Regions from separate parts of the Nomascus leucogenys genome. Here region 1 is linked to region 2. The links are chromatin contacts, called in public Hi-C maps. All regions are on one chromosome and are shown on one strand. The core of a region is the stretch at or near the end of the contact, and the rest is flanking DNA. Distances in the headings are between cores, read along the strand shown. Region 1 holds the start of RGS16 (regulator of G-protein signaling 16). Region 2 holds the start of NPL (N-acetylneuraminate lyase).

Region 1 (4,525 bases), core at 639-3,138, 190 kb after region 2:
TGTGAGCCACTGCTCCTGGCACCGTTTATTTTGCTTTCTTTATCAGAGCGGGAGAAAGTACTAGCTCAGGAATTGGGAGATGGTGTCCAATTTCCAGCTATTTCCAGTTCCAGTACACTTAATTAAGAGTGCCTCAGGTATACTTAACTAAGAGTGCCTCAGTATACACTGCCTATACTGTATTCCAAGAGGCACAAAAAACTCATTTTTTATTTTTCCTTATTGCTAGCAATCCCAGTATCCCTATTAAGTGAAACTGAAAGCTATTATAACATTTATTGAGTGCTGACTGCATGTTGAGCACTGTCATATAAGCATCTTATATGTTGTCACGGATGCTGTGCTGTGCCACCCAGATCCCGTCTTGGGGACTGTGATCGTCATTTCCCAGGGTGTTAGTCTCTCTCCAGGAATTGCTCTTGACAAAGGGCACTGCCTTAAGATTAGGCTGTCTTCTTGGGCAGCTGTATGCAATGAATGGTATTTATGGGTTTACCAGGGCCTTGTCCTCTTGCTTCAGTGGACAGTTCCAAAGGGCCAGCTGAGCTTCAGGGCATTCCCTGGAACCAGCTGGGGTCTCTGTTGAAATGGCATGTCCTTCAACTCCTTCCTCTGCCCAGACCTGCTTCCTTCACTCCCTCTGAATTCTGATAACTCTCCCCAGTAAAGCTCCTGCATGCAAGCGTCTACCCGAGTCTAGTTCCTAGGAACTCAAACTAAGAATTAATTTATTCAGTTCTCACAACCACCTTATGAAATAAGTTGTTCTCTTCGTAGAGACAAGGAAATGGAGGCACAGAAAGGTTAAGCAGTTTGCCTAGTCTCCCATCAGTAGCCAGTTAACAGTCAATGTGGCCTTCCTGCAGCTGGGTCTTCAGCAGGTCACCTGGCAGGGCCATGACTTGAAACCTGAAAATCTAACTCTAGACCCTGTACTCTTAACCTCACATACAGCCTCTTAATAGCAATCCCAATGCCTTTATGGGAAGGTGAGGCGAGAGGCAGGGCATTTATTACCTTTATCTCAGAGATGGAGACAATAAGGTAGCAACTGCTTAAACCCAGGATCGTCCACAGGTATAGCCATGACCGGATACTAACCTTTGCGCGCTTGTGTGTGTTTGTGGAGGGGGGTAGGGGTGTGTGTGTGTGTGTGTGTGCAATGGAAAAAGAATGGTAAATTCACATTTGAATTTTGGAGCCAACACCTACTAGCTGCACGTCTTTGAGCAAATTATTTAATATGAGTCTTAGTTATGTGCCTAGCACATAGTAGGTGTTCAATAAACTACTCATCCGTATCCTACTTGTCTGTCATCTCCAACTGTGCTCTTGGGCAAGTTTATTTAGCTTTCTGATTCTCGGTTTCTTCAACTATAAAATGGAGATGATGATGATGAAGAAGAGCTTACTTAGCCCCGTGTCCACAGGGTAAGAGCCTCGTAAAGGGTACTTATCAGTATAATCAGATGCTGTTTTGCCCAGGTTTGCACCCTGTGCGCCTGTCCTTCAGGACCCAGCAGGCTCAGACTTGCCTGCGATCAAAGAAAGCCCTGTGTGCCTCCCAGACCCACCGCCTCCGTGCAAACTCTCCCAACACGACACCGCTGCGTGAGTTTCTTGCTGTTACTAGAGGTCGGCAGGTATTTTTCCCTAGGAAACTGGGTGTGCACGTCTCATCCCCGTGCCAATTCTCTTGCCGCTTTTCCTTCCACACGCGGCGTCCTCCGGGCGGAGGGTGCAGCTCCGCGTGCTCCAGCTGCGGCGAAAGTTGCACCCGGCCCAGTCTGGCTGCGGGCCCCGCCTCCGCCTTCTCAGCGCCCAGCCCCGCCCTCCGATTGGTCAGCAGTGCCCAGCCCCGCCCCGCTCCTCCAAGGGGATTAAAGCAGCGGCCGCTCAGTCTGGGCGCTTGCAGGCTGCTAAACCCAACCCCGGTTGACTAGCACCTGCTACCGCGCCTTTGCTTCTTGGAGCTCGCAGAGCCTCCTGGAGCCTGCCACCATCCTGCCCACTACGTGCTGCCCTGCGCCCGCAGCCATGTGCCGCACCCTGGCCGCCTTCCCCACCACCTGCCTGGAGAGGTAAGGGAAGCTTGTCCAACTGCCTGGGGGAAGTCCCACCAACTCATAGGAAGTGGAGCGGCAGGCCTGGGGACCTGGGTGGGCGCGGGGATGGGGCGCTAGAGGCTTGAGTAGAGAGATAGAGGCGAACTTGATGCCACTTGCTCAGATTCCAGGAGCAGGGAGAAAGCAAGGGGAAGGGAAGCAAGGGCCGGCTGCTTGCAGCCATCCCCATCCTCTGACAAACTGCAGTCGTGCTCAGGTGACCTGCTGAAGACCCGGCTCAGGAAGGCCACGTTGACATTTCCAGGCAGAACTGAGCCTGCCCATTTCTTAAGCATTTGTTTTTCATTCCTCAGACCAGAGCTAGGGGCATTGCCTCCTCTGCCCCTGGAAGACAGGGAGATTTTTTTTGTGTATGTGGGGTGTGTGGGGTTGGGGGATCCCACTGTTGAGGGTGTGTCCATATTCCAGAGAGCTACTCAACAGCTTCCAATCGTTACTGGCTGGGAAGGAAAAAGTAAAGATGAAGGCAGGAATCAGTTTCCCACACAGTTCAGAAATACTCCTGAAAAGAATGCTGAGTTCTTTTTTGAATCAACAGGCACGAAGAGAGATCAGTGTAACTTTAGGGAAAAGCCCATATATGCAGTGTGTGTATTACCCAGAAAGTGTAAGACCTACCACGGCATAGCTCAAACATAGCTTTTGTTGCTTTGGGGTTGATGATGCTGATAAGAGAAGCACAATTTGGGCCTGGAGACAGCCAAGAGTTTCCAGGAACTCTTTTTTTTTTTTTTTTTTTTTTTGAGACAGAGTCTCGCTCTGTCGCCAAGGCTGGAGTGCAGTGGCGCGATCTCGGCTGACTGCAAGCTCCGCCTCCCGGGTTCACGCCATTCTCCTGCCTCAGCCTCTCCGAGTAGCTGGGACTACAGGCACCCGCCACCACGCCCGGCTAATTTTTTTTGTATTTTTAGTAGAGACGGGGTTTCACCGTGGTCTCGATCTCCTGACCTTGTGATCCGCCCGCCTCGGCCTCCCAAAGTGCTGGGATTACAAGCGTGAGCCACCGCGCCCGGCATCCTTGAGGCTAAAGTTTGGGTGGCGCCACCCAGAGCTCTTCTGGGACCCATAAACCTCTCCACACTGGCTGAGCAAATGGGAGAATGCTTTCATGTTCCTGATTTGTTTTTCAGAGCCAAAGAGTTCAAGACACGTCTGGGGATCTTTCTTCACAAATCAGAGCTAGGCTGCGATACCGGGAGTACTGGCAAGTTTGAGTGGGGCAGTAAACACAGCAAAGAGAAGTAAGTGTTGCTGAGCAGCTCAGGGCTCCGAGAAGGGAGGGAGCGGGAAGGGAGTCATGAGGAGGGAAATAGAAGGAGAAGCCAGGACACGCTAGGTGGACCTTGGCAACACCTCCCTAGAGATTTTAGTGGGACTTGTTGCTGGTCTGTTATGACTACTTGGCTCCTGCGTGAATGGGTAGGTGGCTCCAGGGCTCCAAGTCCATCCACAGATGAGGGCACACAGGGCATGAATGCCTAGTTACCAGACTCTCCCACCTGGGGATTCATTGCACATGCATCCAGGGCTAGGTCAGAATCCAAGACCACTTGAAGTTTTTATTAATGACTCTAGCATGCACCTTGCCTAGAAACTCTTTCATATTGGCTATCAACTGTACCAAACTCTGCAGTTACGTGTAGATGTAATCTCTATTTATGAGGCCTTTATTTCCTTGGGAAGATGTACAAAACAAATCTTTGAGAGTCAGGGGAATTGAAATAATTTTTGGACAGAGAAGAGACAGGCTTAGAGATACTGACTGAGGACTAAAGAGTCCCTGGCTTTGATTTCTGGTTGCTGAATTGTCCTCTAGAAAACACTACTGCTTACTCTAAGTCCAACTAAGAGTTTGAGCGTCAGCTTCAACAATTACCAAGCAAGCCTTTCTGTGAATTTTACGCAATTTTCCATCAGAGTTCTGGCTAGAATTTGTACTATGCTTTGGTTTGTTGATTTTTTTTTCTTACTTTTTTTTCTTTTTGTCTTTTAGTAGAAACTTCTCAGAAGATGTGCTGGGGTGGAGAGAGTCGTTCGACCTGCTGCTGAGCAGTAAAAGTGAGTAGGAGCCTTTTGTATCTGTCTCTGGGTGGCACGTGTGTACTCATGTGCTTTGGAGCCAGCCCCGGGACTGCTGAGAGCCTGGGCAGAATAATAGTAGTAGTAATAATAATAATAATGATCCCCTAGTGTGCCAGCCTCTATTCAACATACAAAGCCAGGTCCTTGTTCAAGAAAATTATGTTCTAAAAATAGAGCCATTAAGTGCAATTGCTTTCCTTTCTTCTTGTATTCCCTGCTGTCCCTCCGGCTGACCTGTTTCCTCCTCTTTCCCGCAACCCCAGATGGAGTGGCTGCCTTCCACGCTTTCCTGAAGACAGAGTTCAGTGAGGAGAACC
Region 2 (5,173 bases), core at 1,967-4,466:
GTAGGTGACCAACAAGAAGGGTTATGCTATAGTTCTGGCATTACTGGCACATTCAAAAACCCAATGCCCACTATACTTAAATCTAACCCACATAATGTAGTACTTAGTTATGAGCTATCTTGTTTTGTTTGCTCTTCTAATTGTTCATCTTATCTTCCCAAATAGGAGAATAAACTTCTGAAGTACAGAGACCATATCTTCTATTTTTCTTCCCTAAGAGTCTTGGCTCAGGTAAGCCCTTGAGAAACACTGACTGCTTTCAGTAGAAAGACAACATGATACTTTCCTTGCAAACAGACATGTTCTCAGCAAGAGTTGCTCCTAAAATCAAGACCAAGTCCTGCATGTAGCTTTGCTCTGTATTTCCTAGTTCAAACATGAGACTAAAATCAGATTGGAAGTTTAGAAAGATGAATCCAATAACCTGGCCCATGGGAAAACACAAGATAAGAACTCATAAGATGGGGCTCTAATCATTCTTTGAGCTTCATGTGACCACCCTCAGTACAATAAACAGGCCACTTAGCCTCTGAGCCTTAAAGGCCCATAACCTAGGCCATCTCCCCCCTGGAGGGATGTTTAAGCATCAAAGGAGATTGATGCTATGCCTGCTGTATATCTTCACCTAGCACTCCCACAAGCATCTCAACTTAACATGCCCAAAGGGAACCTGCCATCTCCTTTGTTCCTTACTGTAGAGGGGTGAGAGGGCCAGCTCTGGAGTCAGACCTCATGGATCTGCATCCTGGCTCCACCACTTACCAGGTAGGTGACCTTCAGCCCATTAAGTAACCTCTTTCCTTTCTGTAAATGAGGATAATAGTAATTATATTTCACAGGGTTGAGAGAATTAAATGAACTAATTCATGTAAAGTGATTAACAACAATGCTAGACACATGGTGAGTACGTGTTCAGTGCTCTCCATGAAGTCTTGCCTGATGTGTATAGGACGGTAGAAAATACTACCATGCCCTCACCGCATCATCTTCCCAGTCATCTTTGCTCTGCTGGTGCCTCCTTTCCAACACTCACTACTCTTGTCTATTTAGGGACTAAGTCATTTCAATTCTGTTATCTTCTTCCCCTGCTATTCCTCCTTTCCTCCTTTCGCCTTTATAATTTTTCCCTTCGTTATCTCTTATCTAGACAAATAGGCAAAACCCCAGATCCACAGGGCCCAAGAAGGTTCAAGTGATAAGAGTCCTGAGAGCTTGAGTCAGCATTAAACATCTCCTAAATCCAACACTACTAGGCTGTTCAGGCTGTCTTGTGCTTTTGCCTGCATTTATTTGATACTAAGGACAGTAACACTGATGTTCTTAGAATCATCAGAAGCTCAAATTGGCAGTTTTATATGTGTCTTTGATGGAAAGAAAGAAAACTAGTTACCACAAATGTAGTTTGATTAGTTCAAAAATTCAAAACAAGGGGCCGTTGGGAGTGTAGGATAGGGGTTAGGAATCACTGTCCTAATCCCTCTTCTCCTTCAATCCACACCAGCTGTCAGATTAATCTTCCAGTAACACCAGCATTTCTGGTCTTGTCTTTGTCCTGTTTAGAAAATGCCAGTAGGCTAAAGACCCAACTCCCTGGGGTCTGGGTCTCTATTGAAATCTTCGTGCCTGCACTGTACTTGCCCAGCTGAACAAACTGTTTGCTGTTCCTCCTACCTACCTTTCAGTGTCTGTCTGCTTGCCTTTGTTCCTGTGGTTCTCTCACTTCAATCTCTTCAGTCTGATCAACTTTTAAAGCTCACTTTATCCATTCCAGCAGGTATAGCTTAAAAACAAAAGCAAACAAAAACAAAAACAAAAAAACCCCTCATTTTAAAAGCCAGGGGATATCCTGATACCCCAGCCGAAAATAATTTCTTAAACCTCAGAATTCCGCCAAACACTGGCTTTTCATCAAAAACCTTACATCAGAGTTATTAAGCAGGGTGGTTTTGGCTCCTCTCCTAGACTGTCTGCCATCTGGGGGCAATGGCAGCTTGGAAAATTTCTTTGCACAGATAAATACACTAAATAAAAGTTTGCTGCCTTTTCAAACTGTGAAACGCCTACAGGAAGAAATGGGATAAAAACGACTTTAGCCGGGCGCAGTGGCTCAAGCCTGTAATCCCAGCACTTTGGGAGGCCGAGGCGGGCGGATCACCTGAGGTCAGGAGTTCGAGACCAGCCTGGCCAACAGGGCCAAACCCCGTCTCTACTAAAAATACAAAATTAGCCGGGAGTGGTGGTGCGCGCCTGTAGTCCCGGCTACTCGGGAGGCTGAGGCAGGAGAATGGCGTGAACCCGGGAGGCGGAGCTTGCAGCGAGCCGAGATAGCGCCACTGCAGTCCGGCCTGGGCGACAAGAGCGAGACACCGTCTCAAAAAACAAAACAAAACAAAAAAACGACAAAAAAAGACTTTAACAGAGAATGATCAGTATTTTTAAGATTCAAGTTTTTAATAAACTTGGGAATGTTATGCTTTGAAGCATAACAGAGAATTATCAATATTTTTAAGATTCAAGTTTTAGATAAACTTGGGAATGTTATGCTTTGAAGTTTTCAGAGCTAGTAGCTAAAGCGAATGGCTCAAATGTTCTCCAGCCTAAGGCTTAATGTGAATTTAGATTATTACTGAAACATTGGGAGGGGCTATTACTCTTGAAATCTTATACCTCCATCCACAGATAAGAACACTTAGTGCAAAGAATTAAAGCTGCCCAAGTCAAATTCTTTTTTAAATGGCAAAGTTGTTTTTTTAAGAGACAGAAAGTGGGGGCAGAATGTACCTCTGGGCAGAGAATATCTTGAGGGACAGGTACTCGGAGAAGAGGGATTTTTAAAAAAGCAAAAAACCACCAATTTCTCCTAAAGTGAAGGGGGATGTATCAGATTTAACTTTAAGCTCTCTTCTGCTCAATTGCTAACTCTATTTTGAGGAAAGGACCTGGCAGATATGCTGTCTGCAAACAATCCGGGGGAGTAAGTCCTTCTGCCCCCGTCTGTCCCTAAACTTTTCGCATTCACACCTTCCCCAAATCCGTTTCCCAGCGTATCTGCCCTTCCCCTTTCCTCCGGGTCCGTCACCGTCTCACCCACCCGCGAGTCAGGCCCCAGCGACCCTCCGCCCGAACGTCCAGGTCGTCAGGCGGTCTGCGTCCGTCGGTCCTCGCCCGCGGGCCGCGCTCACCCAGGCCTCCGCTCTGTCCGTGCCGCCGCTCCGCCCGGCAGCCGCCGCCGCGCTTTATATCCGCGGCCGCCCGGCTCGGGGCCCAAGTGCCGCCACGCCGGGGAGCCTGGGGGTTGTAGTTCTGCGCCGCCGCCCGCGAGGCGCGCCCGGAACTGCTGGCCCGGAAACCCCGAAACGTTTTGCACACTGAAGTCTGCTCTTCCCCGGGTGTCACCTGAACAACGTGGGCTGAAGTGACTCTGGCGCAGCGACCCGGCTCCCCGAGGATCGGGAGCATCCGAACTGGCGGCCGGGTGCCCGAGAGCACGCCGCTCGCCCGCGCCACGCCGACTGCAAACCTCCCCCTGCCTCGTCTGCACGCCAGTTCTTCCCGCGTCCGGGCACCTCCTGGGCTCCGCTGCGTCTTAATTTTCCTTCTCTTGCGCAGGGCTCTGCAATTCCCGCTATCTCGTGGTTCTGCGTTGTGAGATTTGGGCTGCTGTTTCCGAGGCGTACGGAGAACCCCAACTGCCCATCGGCATTCAGCTCTCCGGGTTGACGCCGCTGCACCAGCCTTGCAGACTCTCGTGTTAAAGAGAGATGAGCGAATTTTAAAGTGATTATCTACTCATACAGGAGCTTTCCTGGCTTCTTTTGGAGAACATTTGAAAGAGTTTTGAAAGGGAGAATTATTTTTAACCCAACCGCCTCTACTCTCAGGAGTATCAGGAGTCTTATTCTAGGATCATGTACTGGGTGAATAAATCAGGAACAGAGCCAGAGACAAGTCCTCAGTCTTCTCTTGCTGATGTGATTCCACCTCAATTTTCCATAAAAGGCGATGGCTGATGCTTATTATTACATTTAGAGGAACTAAATTGTTCAAAGGGCTTTCCAGTTTGCAAAGTGCTTTTAAATGTATTCTAATAGTTCTTTCATTGCACACAGCACCAGAGATAATAGCTAATAAGTACTGTGTTCAGTGCTTACTCAGCCTGCACCATTCTAGCCGTTTTAACATTTAATTCATAAAATAACCCCATTGGTGGGTCCTGTTTTATAAATTTATATATTACAGATGAGCAAGGATCATTCCATTTTACAGATCAGAAACAGGTTTAAAGAGTTGAAGTAATTTGCCAAAAGCCATAGAGCTGGTTAAGCTGTGGTTTGATTTCAAGTAGTCCAGAAGCTTGTGCTTTTAACACTATGTTATCCTACAGGAAAAAATAAATAAATAAATACAAAAAGAAAAACCCTTAGTTACATGAAGCAAGTTCTCCTAAGGCTACAGCATGGTTTTTTGTTTTGGTTTGGTTTTTGTAGTATTAACAAGAATCTTATATCCTAACGGTACAATGAAAGTTTCTTTTTTTCTGGAAAGTCACAGTTTAATAAGTATAAAATTAAGTATGTCGATATCCAAAAGGTGTAGGTCATTAGGCTTAACATTGTCAACCAACAAACCAATATTCTAAATGCATGAACTAACTACTTTTTGTATAAATATGGTAGTGCGAAGTAATTCCTTAAAATAATTTGTTAGTGTTTACCAAAAAGAAGATGCTAAGATGGGATTAGATGTGCAAGAGACTTATTGGGGGAGGGAGTTGGAGCAGACAGGAGCAGCCTGCAGACTGATGTAGGGCTGACATCTGTGGAACAAAAGACAGAAGAAAGGAGCATGGAGTAGGGAGAATCTCACTGCATTCTTACAGTATCCACTCTGTGCCCTTATGATACTCAGAGCCTATACTGTGAAGTGTTGGGGAGACATTGTTCTTTTAAAATAAGGTAAATGCAGTGATAGACCTGTACAGAGATATTACAGGAACACTGAGCTCTAATCTGGGCTGAAGGGGGTGGTGTGTGTGTGTGTGTGTGTGTGTGTGTGTGTGTGTGTGTGTGTGATAAGGCAGGAGGGTGTTCCAGAAACGTCTTACTGGGGAAGGTCACAGCCAAGCTAAATATCAGACAATGAGTAGGGCTTAGAAGAAGAGAGGCAGCAAAAG

Evidence for each region. A called contact is a pair of places that touch in the nucleus more often than the background predicts.
Region 1: a Hi-C map of a lymphoblastoid cell line shows a contact between it and region 2, with 4 times the contacts expected there. The contact joins the promoter of RGS16 here to the promoter of NPL in region 2. A contact is called at or near these places in 4 of 4 Hi-C or Micro-C datasets (a lymphoblastoid cell line and an unstated tissue).

The regions. Positions count from the first base shown.
Region 1 is chr9:32,729,253-32,733,777 of Asia_NLE_v1, forward strand. It overlaps RGS16 (regulator of G-protein signaling 16), which reads left to right and starts at 1,889. Exons shown (of 5, transcript XM_003264434.2): 1 at 1,889-2,081; 2 at 3,257-3,367; 3 at 4,120-4,184; 4 at 4,472-4,525. The coding sequence starts at 2,038.
Region 2 is chr9:32,539,889-32,545,061 of Asia_NLE_v1, forward strand. NPL (N-acetylneuraminate lyase) reads right to left here and starts at 3,217. Exons shown (of 13, transcript XM_030818779.1): 1 at 3,183-3,217; 2 at 1,676-1,780.